Linked DNA regions of Mus musculus: all the other regions are linked to region 3. The links are chromatin contacts, called in public HiChIP or PLAC-seq maps. All regions are on one chromosome and are shown on one strand. Each heading gives the region's core, a stretch centred on a gene start, on an enhancer-like site or on the middle of the called end of the contact. The rest is flanking DNA. Distances are from core to core; before and after follow the strand shown.

Region 1 (2,700 bases), core at 95-2,594, 150 kb after region 3:
CAGTGGCCTGACCTGCTAGAGTTGAGCCCCACAGGGGCTAGGTTGGTACTTTCTTTGTTGTGCCTGCTATGCTTTGTAAAGGACCAGTTAAATGGCAGTCAGTAAAATGAGGTTCACAGTCATCAGCAACGAGTAGCTGGTTTTGCTTTTGATTTAGAATCAATAGTTCTTTAGGAGAAGAGCATCATTAAGAGTTTTCTCAAAGCAAGTAATAAGCAGAGTGCCTATGCCATGGAGACAACAGTTGGTTTGGCCTGGGGTTCCGAGGGTCTCACCTGCTAAGCTCACTCAGTGTATACCCTTATCTAGTGGTTTCTTTATCCTGTACGTGACCAGTTGCAATCCCAGACAGGAGAGAGTGGACAGTGAGCACATGGGTGAGCTCTGCTCAGACAGCGCTTCTGCTAAAAGCAGACTGTGGAACAGCTGCTGTGCCATGCAGGTGAGGGCAGTGGCATGTAGCTGAGAAACCAGCTCTTAATAAAGATCAATACTGGGGCTGGAGACACGGCCCAGCGGTTAGAGCATCCTCTACTCTTCCAAAGCTCCTGAGTTCAATTCCCAGCAACCACATGGTGGCTCACAGTCATCCTTAGTGTGACCCGATACCCTCTTCTGGTGTGTTTGAAGATAGCTACAGTATACTCATATAAATAAAATAAATCTTAAAAAAAAAATCAATACTGCATAGGCTTGCTATACCTTTGTGAGGTTCAATTTTATTTCATTCACTTTATTGGGTATTGAGTTGACTATTAGATATTAAGAAAAAATGTAGGGATAGTCTTTCCTGTTATATGAACTTTAGGGGTTACTAAGCTGACACAACTGATGGCTGTTCATTAAATATCAGTGACTGAGTCCCATCCTACATCACATCTGATGAACCTAGCAGATATTTAGGTGTATGAAGTAGGAGACCTGACTGGCCCAGACATGCTCAGACCTCACCCTTGGAGCCTGGGCGTGTCACCTGTGGCAAAAGGTGGACTGAGCTGTGGTTCTTGAGAAGTGCATACTAGGCTCAGTCCCGTGGATTCTCATGCTTTGTACACTGACTTGGTACAGGCTGAGTTCTGACTGCATCCTGTGCCTCTGTGGGTCCACACTTGGCCTGGCTTCAGCCTGCATTTAGGATTATCTTCTGGCAGGACTAGAGTATTGGCTATAGTTTCCAACCTTGGATGCTAATTAGCAGGGTGTGAGGCATCATTGGGAGGGTGTGCTAGGAAAGGGATTGGAGAGAGGGTCTTACTCTGTGGCCTATGCAGACCAAAGCTCTTGGGAATTTCTGTCTCAGTCTGCAGAGTACTAGGATTCAGGTGTGATCCATGCAGAGTACTAGGATTCCGGTGTGATTCATGCCTGGCATGAGTCATTTGTTTGCTTTTGCATTCCAGCTTGTGCCTCCCCACCTTATTTTAATTACTTTTTTTTTTGTAGAATTGGGATGGTACCCCGGGCCCTGGGCTTGCTGGATACACATGATACCATTGGACTGTATCCCCAATCAAATTGTATATTTTGAATTTATAAAACATTAATAGAGATTTATGCATCAAAAGTGTTCAAAAAGTTATGCACAGAATTGTGTTATTCCATCCCTATCCACATCTGCCCCGTGTCTAATTGCTGTAGCTATAGCTATCTTTCTTATGCTTCTTTAGTCGTTTTTCTTTGGATCATTTTTACACAGACATCATACTGCACATACTCCTGGGAGCCACTCACACCACTTCTGGGGACCTTAGTACTCATTTAGCACTGGACACTCCACCAGTATCAGCCACTGTTGCTCACAGGCCCTCAGCATGCTGGGAACATTCCACACTCTGGTCCGTTGTTAAGGCTGTGTCTCTGAGGTGAACCATAGTATCACTGGGCCACCAAGGTACACTGCAGGTGTTTTTGTTGTTGTTGTTTGGTTATAGTTAAGTTTTTTCCAAGATAGCATCCCCTGTCATTTTGTATTCTCATAGTAGCACATAGAGAGCCTCCTTGCAGAACCCAGAGTTTCCGAGTACTACAGGCCAGTACATGTGTCTGTTTTTTAATCTTAATTCTCATTTTTAGTATAAAATGAGGTTGACTGTTTCTTTATAGCTAAGGGCTACTGCCATAGTTTTACTGTGAGTTGTTATTTCATGTTTGCACCCCTCACCCCATTTGTCTTGATAATTCCATTTCCATTCTTTGAGTTCCTGTTGATAGCTCAGATCTCCTGATCTTCCTGTGTTCCTGGCTGCCTCTGGTTATGGACACTTTTCTAGGAGTAAGAGAGCAACCACCCGAGTTACCCTGAGAACAGAGTTGGGGATCCAAGGGGTGGGAGTGGGGCTTGCATTTTCTCTCAGGATAATGGAGTCTGCCTTGTGAGGTTCTCTGGGACAGATACAGGCCAAACGTCCCTTAAGAGTGACTAAAGCCTTTACACTTCTCATGACATCGGCTCAGGCAAGTGCTCTATATGTCTGAGACCACATAACTCAGTGAGTTGAAGCAGTGCCACCCTTAATCCCAGCAGTGCCTCAGTGTGGCAGGGGCAGGTGGTCCTAAGAGTCCAGGCCAGTCAACAAAAGACAATGAAACAAAACCACCACAAAATTCCCCAAAACAGCAACAACAACAACAACAACAACAACAAAAATGTAGCTAACAGAGATGAGATTTAGCTCAGTTGTATTCTGAGTGTCTTCTGCC
Region 2 (2,748 bases), core at 124-2,623, 130 kb after region 3:
TGGGAGTCATTACCGTTTACTGTGGGAGGTAAGGAGGGTTGGTGCACCTGTAACAGTTGGCAGGGAGCTGAGGTGACCACTGAACGGGCCTGTTTGCCAGGCAAGGGGACAGGCTTTTCGCTGTGAGTGCACATAACTGTAGGAGCTCTTTCTCATCTTGGCCAGCAGGAATGAATGGCAAAGGCTCTGTGCAGTCACCGTGGCGTTTCAGGGAGCTGAGTGGTCAGTAGGAGCCACACACTCCTGTTTCCCGAGGCTGCAGTCAGCAGGTCTTAAATCTTAGCTCCTCTGCAGTGCATTCTTGTATCTGTCACAGTGGATTTGTAGTCAACGAATGAAACATGTTTTTATAGATCTTCTCAACAAGCAGTGGACTTGGGAAGTGGGGTCTCTCTCCAGCAAAGCAAGGCTCCTGGGCACACTCCTCCTCTGAAGAGCAGCCATCTTAGCTTTGTGATCGGGTTGTACACTTGGACTGCACACATGCCTTGTTAGCTGCTTTCTAGGAAGTAGAGCTGACGTGGCCAGGGACAGACACATTTCTTTCTGTTGGGTTTACAGGCTTGTCCTGTGGGGTTTAGGCACAGGTGTTTGCAGAGCCTAGTGTTTATGTGCACGTCCGTACTTCTGGGTTGCAGGGGCTGGACCTATGTGCCTCCTCCCTTAAGCAGGCTAGCTGCAGGTTGTTGGGAAGCCTGAGGGGTCAAGCATGGAGTACTGCTCCAGCTCTCTCTCTCCTTCCCTGCTGCCTACACCCTCAGAGCCCTCGAGAGGGGCTTGGGGTCCTACTAGCCTCTTCTCTGGACTGCTCCTGGTTCCTGTGTCAGAAGGCTCTACATGCTTGCTCTGCTCTAAGGGAGGAGCGGGGTGGGACGGATGGTGCTAGTGCTCCTCCTCACCCCACCCTAGTGTTCTCTATGGGATTTACAGTGGGATGTGCTGCACACCAGTACTGGTGCAAGTCAGTGTGCTCTGCCTTACTCGGGAGCGCGTCAGAGTTGCATGTGGACAACCTGAAAAGAAGCGAGTGGAGCTCAGGGGTGGAGTGGGGGTGCTCAGAGATCACTGTGGAGTAGCCTGCCTTGAACTAGTAGTGGTGGCTCTCAGCTTGGGACAATCACATTTTGATAGAACAGTACTGCCCATCTGGACACAGCACTATCATGGCATCGATGTCACTCCTTTGTAGGCTGCCCCTATGTCATGACTGTGCTATCCTCCTGACTTCCTCTGCTGGCAGCCTTCTCTTTCCTCCAAAATAGCTGGATTCTCTGTGGAGCCAGAGCTTGGGCATGATCCACCTGTCTGTGTTTCTGTGACAAACTGCAAGTGAGGGCTCCTAGCCACGGGCAGAATTGTAGCTGAATGACTCATACTGACATGATTCAAACTCTTGTGTGATGCGCTTTGCCCCTGATCTCATTAAATTTGTAAGATGGTGTAGATGTGTCTTGTGGCAGTCTTGGGGTTAACCATTGTGTTGTGATAGTCTCCCTTAGCTGCTTCCTGCCCAGATGTTAGCAACTGTCCCCAAGACAAACATTTTGCATGTTTTTCTGCTCTGGCCATAATCTTGTACCAGCCTGTTTCCCCTCCTCTTTCCTCTCTTCTTGCCTGACAGCCTTTCCATGCAGCATGTTCAGGGACAATTCCGATGGATGCTCTTCAGCCGAAAGGCTTATTAGTCAGCCCTGCCCACGCACTTCCTGTCTTGCCCTGTCCCCAAAGGCCACGGTGTTACAACAGCCCTCTGGATGTGGAACTTAGATCTAAAACCAGTTCCAAACTTGCAAACCTAAGCTGCCATTTTAGCTAATGAGAGCACAAAGGAGTCGCCATCTCTTGACTACCCATTCTTTTGAAAGCTTACACATACTTTAGAGAAAGGTAGGTTGTGGAGATGCGTCTGCTTTCACCTGCAGGATGTATCATGCTGTGTGACTAGAGTGCTGTGGGACTCCAGCTTTCTTGAAAGTGGCGTTATTTGCAGTCCCTGTGTCAAAGGCTCGCTCTCAGAGGCAGTGGGAAGGGTGAGTGGTGCACAGAGTAGGTTCCAGCCGTCCACCACTGCTCCTCCTCTCCCTCCCTTGCTGTGCTGCATCAGGCTCTGAGGATTGCCCTCGGCCTTGCTGTCTCTGCCTTGGTGAGAGGGCAGGTAGCTTAGCGGCTGTGGAGAGACTCTTGGCTTTGGTCTGGCCAGATTTAACAGTGACATTCTTTAGCCCTTTACCCTGACTTCAAGTGCTACTGCTTCATTCTTCTCAGACTGAAAATGGAAGTTGAAGCTGGGGTGGGCATGGTGGTGTAGACCTTTTATCCCAGTACTTGGGAGGCAAAGGCAAGGGGCATCTCTTGAGTTGGAACCTAGCCTGGTCTACAGAGTGGGCTGAGGACAGCCAGGGCTGCACAGAGAAACCCTGTTTGGGAACAAACAAACAGACAAACGGTAAGTGGAGGGCTGATGGGAATAATATTGAGCAGGTCAGCCCCAGCACCCAGAGGGTCCTTGATGCCCAGCCTTCTTCCTGAGTGGTCCCCAAGCCACACTAGGACACACACGCTGCCACTCTGAAACTTTCTACCCCAGAGAGTTCCTTCATACCTACCCTCCTCATCCTGCTTGCTGTCTCCCTGTCTCTAGTATTGTCTGAAGAGCAAGCACCTCTCCACCTCTGCTGCTCATCTTGTAAAGAGGGCTCAGTCCTTTCCTCATAGCCTCCCAAGGATCTCTCTCACCACTCTGCCCTC
Region 3 (2,700 bases), core at 35-2,534:
AAGCCCTAACTGGGGAGGGATTACAGAGTGGGGCCGGGACAAGAGGCCAGGGCAGGGAGCAGGACCCAGGCAGGCTGTCTCTGGAGAGCATGCAGCACGTTCCCCTGAGCCCTTACCTTTCTCCAGCTCGCTGATCCGTTGGTGTAGGGAGGTCAAGGCGCTCTCGATCTTGGCCCTTTCCTCTGTGTCGTTCTTGGGGCCCCCTTTCCCCTCCTCCAGAGTGTTCACCCGAGACAGCACCTGCCGCTCCAGGTCATCGATCTTGCTCTGCAGCAGATCCTTGAGGCTGTTGGTTTGGCTGGAAGAATTGAGGCGGCTGTACTGCTGCGGGGGCATAAGGGCAGGGGAAAACCACACCGTTAGGCGTGCAGCCCGGACCGTGCGCGAAGGCCCGCGACGCGGTCCCTGGGGCGATTGCGGGGGTGGCCTGGAGGGAAGCTCCAGCGAGTGGCAGCCCTCGGTGCCCCGCAGGGTTCGAGAGGCGCCGGTCAGGCATCAGCGCGCCGAAGAGGCAAGGAAGGGGGGACGGGGGTGCCGGACCGGGTCGGGATGGGGTGGGCGAGGGCAGAAGGGCGCATAACACGGAGGGGAAACCGCAGCTCACGCGGACCTCGAGGTTCTCCAGTCGGGTTTTGAGAGATTGCAAAGTTTGCCCGAGTTGGCTGAGCGTCTCCGCGGCCGGCGTCCGGGACAGGTCGCCCATCGTGTTCTTGCCCGAGCCAGGCTGCTTGCGGCCGCCTCCCGACCTGGCCTCGCCGGGACCCGAGTCCAGGGTGCTCTGGCTCTCGCAGCGGCCAAGCTTGGTGGTCAGCTCCCTGATGGTCTCCTTCTGGCTGAGGATGGTCTCCTTCTGCTGCAGCACGGTCTCGCGGAGCTGCAGCACGTTGCTCCGAAGCTCCTCCGCGCCGCCCGCAGCCACGGACGCGGCACACATGTCTGCATCCACCGGCACCGAAGTGCAGATGAAGCGGGTCGGCCCGAAATCTTGGGCCCCACTGCCCAGGAGGCAGAGGGCGAGCAGCGCACAGGTGCGTGCGGCGCGGCCGGCCAGCATGGCTCCGGACACTTGGAGCACCGGGGCCGCTCGGCTCCGGTGGGGATCGGGCTGAGACCGGGATCGGGCTGGCTGGGGCAGTCGCTCCGCAGGCGGCCCGCGCTCTAGCACCGCGCTTCTACGCCGCACAGTCTTCTCGGCCGCGCTCCTCGGCCCCCACTGCCGCCTGCGCTGCGGAGCCCGCGCCTTTTATGCAGCCGCGGGAGGGGCCTCGGCGCCGCCGACGTCAGCGGGGGAGGAATCCCGCTTTAATTGTGTGCGGACCGGCCCCGCGGCGCCGCGGGGGTCGCACGGGAGCGCGGCTGGAGCTACCTCGGCCCTCCCCATCTCGTCCCTCCCGGATCCGCCACCGCCCCCTCCCACCGCCTCCGCACGCACGCCCCCGCCTGGGCCCGCGCCGCTTCCCCGAAGACTACCAGAATACAGGGCCAAGAAGGAGATCGGCCGTGGGCCTGGATTAGATGGTGGGGCACCTGCCCAATACCCCTAATCTCCAACGGGGCTCGGAAAAGAAGAATGGCCACAAGACAAGCTCGGTTCGCTTGCTCCACACTAAGCGCCCGTGTGGTTCGGGCTCCATGCGCTCGCAGCCCTCTTCTTCCTAAATAGTCAACGTCGGTGTCCCCTGCGTTCAGCTCGCTGAGGTCCAGAAAAGGGGTCGCGAGGCCGAACAATGATTCATGGACATTTGTGGCTGAAAGCCACGGAGCACTCTGAGTCTGGGGATCCCCCACGCCCTGGCTCCCCGCCCTACTGTATTCCCCTTCTTCCAACTCCTGAGGATTGTAGACCTAATAATGTCCCCCGCCCCCGGAAACGAGAGCCCGCACTATGCACTCGTCAGGGCTAAGGCCTTCTCGGATCTGTGGATCAAACCCTTCCTGCCATCCAAGCCAGCCTAGTTCCAGGCAGGTGGCGCCCCAGAAGCTGGCTGGCCACTCAAAAGGGGCCCCTGGGGGAGCTTCTTCCCTTACCGCTCTGGGCGTGTCTGTGTGTCCCTTTGTAGGTGTATGTGAGCGTTGGGTTTACCGGTCCACTTGAAACCCCGTCTAGCCCATTCCTCGCGCCCCTGGACTTTGGAGGAGGGGTTTCAGAGGTGGGCAGCGACTTCGCATCTACAGGGGTTCGCACCTCTTTACCCTTTTCCTACAGACACCTTACCCAGCCACCTGCACACCCATACCTCCTTTTTTTCTGGATAGCAGCACTGCCGGCTGGGATTCCAGTCCAGGTTTCAATGCCTCTGGGGACTCTGGACAAGGGTCTGGGCTGCAGCCCCACGTCGGAGTCAGAATCGGACCTGGGAACTCGCCCAAGATCCAATTATGTTGAAAAGAAAACGAAGGCGGGGAGAACCCACATCGGGTTTTAAATGACTGGAAAAGCCCAACTACAGGCTGGCTGGGTTCGCCCCATAGACCTTCCAGTCAAGCATTCGGTTGCCTCACTCCTTTTACGGGTCTGCGATGGACCAGACTAGGTCCGGACTGTGAGGCGCCAGTCCGGGACCCACTGGCAGCCTTCGGACAGAGGATGCCACTCTCCGGTGGGCATCACCGGTGGTGAAGGTAGAAGCCAGATTGGCAGGGAAGCCACTATCCAGGTCTTCTCCGACGCCTCCTCCCAGCCCCGAGCCCCAGGGGCGC
Region 4 (2,700 bases), core at 186-2,685, 190 kb after region 3:
TGTGGTGGATACAGTTGGGCATGTTTTTTCAAGGGCTAACCTGTGCTATGTGGGTCTGTATTTGTGCATTTGTGTGTTGTAGAGAACTCAGACGATGATCAAGTGGGGAGTGAGAGACTTGGGGCTAGACTAGGACTGAAGTTGTTAAGATTTCAGATTTCTGTGGATGTTCTTGAATAGGCTACACTCTTTATACTGTAGTGAGTCTACAGCAGATAAAGGAAGGTGGGATTGCAGGAAGCTGTCAGGTGATGAGTGCTTTCTGTGTCAGGAGGAGGCAACTCTGCTTGTAGATAGTTCAGAGAGACAGAGGATGACATTAGTGGATGAATCATGAGAAAGGGGATGATGTAGGAAAATCGTGTCTGCTGAGAGCAAGACCCAAGGAACCCTGCTTTCTCTGAGATGTGGGAAAGAAGGAAGGGGGAAGAAAGGGAATGAGGGAAGAGGTAAACAGAGGTTGCTGCTGGTGGCATGTGCATCAGCTGCTGTCTGAGCTTATGTCTACATGAGAAAGCAGGCTGAGCCCCCAGAGGCACAGGAGGCAGAACATCAGCATGCCCCCCCCCCATAACTGCTGTGACGTTAGGATGCTGTATGTTGAGAACACCACCACCGCAGAGTGCTGACAGGGTTAGGAGATCAGTGGCAGCAATTGTGATGGTGTTTCTGTGAGCTTATCGCAATGGCCAAGCCTGGGAGAGGCTCTGTAGAGCCTCATGTCATCCTCTGCATGCCTACTGTCCACAGATACACCTGGAAGAGGAAGTTTGAGTTTCTCAGAAACTCGTAGGCCAATGGCATCTATGGCCTCAGCACTCCCTAGGAGACTTGATGCCACTCCTTTGCTGGACATCAAAGTGACTGTTCCATGTGTCCAGGTTTGCCTGTCTAGGGTGCATCTATGGGGGTGCCACTGTGCACTTGACAAAGCTAGATCCCTCTTCCCCACCATCCACTCCACTGCAGCTCTGTCTGGCCCTCCCTGGGGGTGGCCTGTTGATCATCTTTGCCTTTCTCTCTGCTCATTGTTGTGGCAGTACCAGGCGTAGGAGTTGCATGGCATTGCCATCTGCTCCATAGTTGAAATCAGAGCTTAGCTTCACTCTTCCCAGAAGTCTTAGTGGTGCAGTGCATGTGTTCCTGGGATCCGACCCTTCCAAGAGATTGACCTGGTAAAAGACCAGGTATTCCTGCACTGTTGTGGGCTGGGCTTTTTCCAACCATAGCTGCTGTTACAGTTGACACAGCCTGCAGTGACAGTCTGATAAAGCAAGTGGTGTTTCCCCCTTGTGTTTAACGGGATCTGTCAGAGAAAGTGAATTTTAATGAATACATTCTATAAAACCCATTTCTAGCTCTTTGATTAGGGCTTCCCTGCTCTCTCAGTCTAGGCAGGCCTGAAGCCAGCCCTCTGCTCACAGCCCCTCTCTGTTCCCCAGTCTCTGCTTGCCAGGGTTTCTGAATGCTGGGTGGGGCCTCTGCCCATCAGGGAGTACTCAGGTACAGGGCCGGGTTCCCAAAGGACATGTGGCTTCTTTTGTTCCTGCTGCACTGGGTGTTGATCCCCTGTGTGCCAAGGCCGTGCTTGCAGCTGCACTTGGCTGGCTCGTAGGACCTTAATTCTGGCCTGGAGCTTGACAAACCCTCGGCAGTCCTTTTGAGATGGGTTCTGGGAGCCAATGAGCTTGTTAGTGAAGCTTAGCTCTCAAAGGCCATTCTCTTCCTGGTGGTTTAATAGAGTGGATTTTGTTGTCCCAGAGGATCACAGCCTGTCAAGTTTGTCCTCACTAAACTACACAGCTAATGGTTTTGGTGAGACTGTCCCCCTTTTCAGTCAGTTTTCCTTAAGGAGCATTTGACGACATTTGGAGATCCTTTGGATGGTCAGGGCTAACTGGCTCTGGCCTTGGTTGGTTACAGCCAGGGATGCTGCTGTTCGTGGCACAGTGCACAGTTCTGTGCAGTGTATGGACATGGAGAAATGTCACTGTGGGAACAGATCATCAAGGAATCTGCTCCTAGTCAGGTGTCAGATGTGTTGATGTATTTAAGCCATCTACAATGGGAGGCACCTGCGTGGATGGGAGTCAGTACAAGTCCTTCATAACTAAAGGCACAGGGCCAATAAATACCAGTGTTCGGTTCTAGGGTTTGTTCAGTGTTGCCTTATGGGTGGGTACCAGCTCTTAGGATCTGGGTGTTGCCCTGTACCTTGCTATTAATGCATTGTGGAAGATGGAAGTTGTTAAAGGTTTCCCTAATATATCTGGCCTTCATTATTTTAATAAATCAATACTAAGTAACTTGATGATTTAGAGATTTAAATGTAACTTTGCATTTGGGCAAATGTAAATAGCAGACTTAATTCATGCTTGTTTGCTGTTTGTGGGACCTGTGGGCTTGCATCTGGAACACAATATAGATGACAGTGTCTCTGGTCATCAGCAGCTACACAGACCCCGAGAGCTGCATTCATTCCTCTTGGGGCCTACAGTGTGTGAGACGTATGAACTGACTCAGGTTGCAGTGGTCCTCACTGCTGTTGTTGTGCTCTGCACACTACAAGGTTACTTTTAGTCTCTAGGCATCGAGAGCTGGAGAGACTTTTCCAGTGTCATTGATGAAGAACATTTCTCCACATTCATATACTTACAGCGGCTTGGGAGGGACATGGAAGCCTATCACTGGGCATGCCCA
Region 5 (2,700 bases), core at 132-2,631, 210 kb after region 3:
GAGCGAGTGTGGCCGTCAGTCCTCGGTAGGCATGATCATATCTGTAGTACAAGCAGAAAGCTATTGAGTGACTGTGTGTCAGAGCTGTCAGGGTACTGTGGACCCTACAGAGCTGGCTACATGACCACTTCCACCTCTGCCTTGGAACTCCCCAGCTTTTCAGAGTGCTTTCTGAAAAGAATGGGCCAGGGCACCAGCTCTGTTGTGACACTGCATATCCTGCTGCAGACTAGCTCCCTTATGCAGTTCTCTAGGCAGGTGATTAGATGTGTAAGGAGGGTGAGCAGAAATAGACACAAGCACCCACAGAGCCTGACACTGTGCCTGGACTCACCCATGCCTTCCTTCCTAACACACTGCCTTAGTGCCTCTGCCAGACCTCAGTGCGCCTGCCCTGCACTGCCCTGCACTGATCTCCAACTCCACACGCGCAGGGCTTATGCCTGTAGGTCTGGGCAGCTCTAAGGACTCCACACCCCGCTGCCAAGCAGAGGATGGGCTTGCTCTACCCAAAAAGCATGTCATTGCTTAGGTGCCTGAAATCCTTTTTGGACTGAGGACATAATTAAGTTTAAGTAAGCATTAAGCATTAGTAGGAAGTACAGTAAAAACCAAGTTGACACAACTTCCATAACATGGACTTTAGCACCATTGTGCCGCACGCAGTTGGGGAGAATGGTCCTCATTCACATCTAGTGCCCGAATGCTGTCAGCTCAGCTCTAGCGGGTAGATCTGTAATCTCAGGGAGGTACTGCAATGAGTCTGATAGAAAAGGGAATATATTTTTTCATTTGGTAATTACCCATGTTTTTAGAATTAGGGTTTTTTTTTTCATTGTAAAGTCAGTTTCGTACATTTTAATAAAAACTGAGTATATCTTTTCAGAGAATTAATGAAAAGTACAAAATGAGAGGGAGGGAGTAACCAACATTTTTATCTTCAAAGCACATGTCAGCTTTTCCCCCATCACCTCCCATCCCACTCTCCATGTGTTCACAAACTAGTCTGGGGCTTTAGGGCCTAGCATTGTGAAGATGGTGGTCGGTGAGTTCAGAGTTGCTCTCACAGTATCAGAAGGGTCAGTTCCTGAGTAATCCCAGCTCTGTTGTTTCAGGGACCAGATGTGACAGGTGGGTGTGGCTGGGCTTCACAAATGTTATTTACAAAAATAAGCACTGGCCAGGTGTGATCTTAAGCTGTAGTGTGCCAGTTACTGTTGCAGAAACATGAAACCAGGATTAGGCTGTGAAATGACAGTCACATTGAGGACTGTGAATGGCCTAGGAAAGAAAGCTCAGGACTTTCCCTCCCTCCTTTCCTTAATAATACTGAAAACTACTGTCTTCATTGTATACGGGAGGTTGCTTCAGAATGCCCGTGCTTGGCAATCGGTCCAGATGCAGCTGAGCTCTGTGAATACAGAGTCAGCCGTGTCTGCGGCCGTGTGTGGATGGCTCTTGTTTGATGAAGAAGCACTTGTCAGAAGACATTGTGCAGATTTTTTTTTTTCATTTTTGCCTCAGGAAATTTGCCTCTTTCTTATTTTCAAAACTGACTTCAGTAATTCTTAAGTTAACAGTTGTAATATTCTCTGTAAGTAATTGCCTTGCTTCCCATATATATCAGTATAGTGTAAGCATCCAAAATATATATCGTTTTCCTTTAGCTGTTTCTATTTCTTTGATTGAGTGGCATAATACCATTTTAAATTTATTATGGGCATATGTGTGTGCTGCTGGAAGCTCTGACTCAGAGGTATTCAGTTTGCTTTGAGACCAGCTGTAAAGGAGATTGATGTCTGTCGCACCAGGCAGCATACAGTTCTGCTGTCTATTAATGAAAATGACAGCATTATTTTGGGTTGGAGTGAGGTCAGGAACTCCTCCCTTTCAGTTAAGCCACTGAGTCTCTGGGAGATTAAGTGCTAACTGTGCAGTGTTGAAGATGTTTGCAGGAGCGGCAGCTCTGCTCCCTCCGCCCGGCCCCAGCAGGATGGCCCCAAGCGAACATCCTGTGTAAGGAAGGTGTGGGGCACTTTGCTATCGTGTCTCCTTTCTGCTACTGTGGTAACACTTGATGTTGTCTCTGGAAGGCTACTAGGCTCAGAGTCAGTAGGAGTTGCTTCTGTAAATGCAAGGTTTTATCATTTATAGTATTGAGCCAGAGTCTTTGAAGCTCAGCAGCTTTGCTAGAGGACAGACCTCCTGCCCCACTTCAGGGCTAAGATCTTGTTTAGGTTCTGTGATGTCTGATTAGGAACGACCACTACAGGCTCATCTGCAGTTGGTGGAACTGTTAGGGAAGGATTAGAAGGTGTGGCCTTGTTAGAGGAGAAGTATCACTGTGGGTGGGCTCTGGTTTCAGAAGCTCAGGCCGGTCCCAGTTAGCTCACTTGACCATGCAGTTGTGGATCAGGATATGAGCTCTCAGCTACTGCTCCAGCACCAAAGCCTGCCTGCTTTCACCATGCTCCCTACCAGGCTTATAGTCTCCATTGGCCACGGGTTCCCGGGTTCCTGAAAGGAAACATGGGGTTTTGGATGGGAAAGGCTGCGAGAGAAATAACAAGCCAAGACAAAGGTCTGATCAAGGCCAATGTTTGCTTATGAGTCTGAGCTTATAAAGAGGGGAACCCATCCCCCACTACGCCAGGATCTCCTTGCTTAGTCTGATAGTGTCAGGAAAACAGGTTCAGCCTC

What was found. HiChIP or PLAC-seq counts read pairs in DNA pulled down with a chosen protein or histone mark.
Region 1: a contact with region 3 is called in an HNF4G HiChIP or PLAC-seq map of pancreatic cancer cells. The contact joins the enhancer-like site here to the promoter of Nptx1 in region 3. A contact is called at or near these places in 2 of 484 Hi-C or Micro-C datasets (bone marrow-derived macrophages and nephron progenitors), 4 of 115 datasets of contacts at active chromatin or transcription factors (craniofacial prominence, embryonic stem cells, kidney and 1 more) and 1 of 9 other capture datasets (embryonic stem cells).
Region 2: an H3K27ac HiChIP or PLAC-seq map of bone marrow-derived dendritic cells shows a contact between it and region 3, with 2.0 times the contacts expected there. The contact joins the enhancer-like site here to the promoter of Nptx1 in region 3. A contact is called at or near these places in 3 of 484 Hi-C or Micro-C datasets (the N1E-115 cell line, nephron progenitors and uterus), 11 of 115 datasets of contacts at active chromatin or transcription factors (SST interneurons, bone marrow-derived dendritic cells, bone marrow-derived macrophages and 7 more) and 2 of 9 other capture datasets (embryonic stem cells and liver).
Region 4: a contact with region 3 is called in an H3K4me3 HiChIP or PLAC-seq map of forebrain, with 4 times the contacts expected there. The contact joins the enhancer-like site here to the promoter of Nptx1 in region 3. A contact is called at or near these places in 3 of 39 promoter capture datasets (cranial neural crest, neural stem cells and pre-B cells), 6 of 484 Hi-C or Micro-C datasets (the N1E-115 cell line, bone marrow-derived macrophages, cerebellum and 3 more), 13 of 115 datasets of contacts at active chromatin or transcription factors (astrocytes, craniofacial prominence, embryonic forebrain and 8 more) and 2 of 9 other capture datasets (embryonic stem cells and liver).
Region 5: an H3K4me3 HiChIP or PLAC-seq map of embryonic stem cells shows a contact between it and region 3, with 2.9 times the contacts expected there. The contact joins the enhancer-like site here to the promoter of Nptx1 in region 3. A contact is called at or near these places in 9 of 39 promoter capture datasets (the C10 cell line, the HPC-7 cell line, cranial neural crest and 6 more), 4 of 484 Hi-C or Micro-C datasets (the G1E-ER4 cell line, the N1E-115 cell line, bone marrow-derived macrophages and 1 more), 17 of 115 datasets of contacts at active chromatin or transcription factors (astrocytes, bone marrow-derived macrophages, craniofacial prominence and 11 more) and 3 of 9 other capture datasets (adipose tissue, embryonic stem cells and liver).

What each region holds. Positions count from the first base shown.
Region 1 is chr11:119,695,232-119,697,931 of GRCm38.p6, forward strand. The region is part of intron 3 of Rptor (regulatory associated protein of MTOR, complex 1); the gene reads left to right. Among named protein-coding and RNA genes, the nearest start is that of Rptor, 94 kb to the left of the region's middle. Within about 2 kb of position 1,345, at least 28 of the 459 cell types and tissues checked have an H3K27ac peak or open chromatin away from gene starts, as enhancers often do. A contact at or near this core is called in pancreatic cancer cells, where this site is marked.
Region 2 is chr11:119,675,633-119,678,380 of GRCm38.p6, forward strand. All of the region lies in intron 3 of Rptor (regulatory associated protein of MTOR, complex 1), which reads left to right. Among named protein-coding and RNA genes, the nearest start is that of Rptor, 74 kb to the left of the region's middle. Within about 2 kb of position 1,374, at least 132 of the 459 cell types and tissues checked have an H3K27ac peak or open chromatin away from gene starts, as enhancers often do. A contact at or near this core is called in the N1E-115 cell line, bone marrow-derived dendritic cells, bone marrow-derived macrophages and 2 more, where this site is marked.
Region 3 is chr11:119,546,536-119,549,235 of GRCm38.p6, forward strand. Nptx1 (neuronal pentraxin 1) reads right to left here and starts at 1,285. Exons shown (of 5, transcript NM_008730.2): 1 at 611-1,285; 2 at 117-324. The coding sequence starts at 1,054. It overlaps Gm11762 (predicted gene 11762), which reads left to right and starts at 2,095. Exons shown (of 4, transcript NR_045099.1): 1 at 2,095-2,700.
Region 4 is chr11:119,738,141-119,740,840 of GRCm38.p6, forward strand. The region is part of intron 4 of Rptor (regulatory associated protein of MTOR, complex 1); the gene reads left to right. Among named protein-coding and RNA genes, the nearest start is that of Rptoros, 95 kb to the right of the region's middle. Within about 2 kb of position 1,436, at least 34 of the 459 cell types and tissues checked have an H3K27ac peak or open chromatin away from gene starts, as enhancers often do. A contact at or near this core is called in forebrain, neural stem cells and oligodendrocyte precursor cells, where this site is marked.
Region 5 is chr11:119,757,735-119,760,434 of GRCm38.p6, forward strand. All of the region lies in intron 6 of Rptor (regulatory associated protein of MTOR, complex 1), which reads left to right. Among named protein-coding and RNA genes, the nearest start is that of Rptoros, 75 kb to the right of the region's middle. Within about 2 kb of position 1,382, at least 23 of the 459 cell types and tissues checked have an H3K27ac peak or open chromatin away from gene starts, as enhancers often do. A contact at or near this core is called in embryonic stem cells, hippocampal neurons, neural stem cells and 1 more, where this site is marked.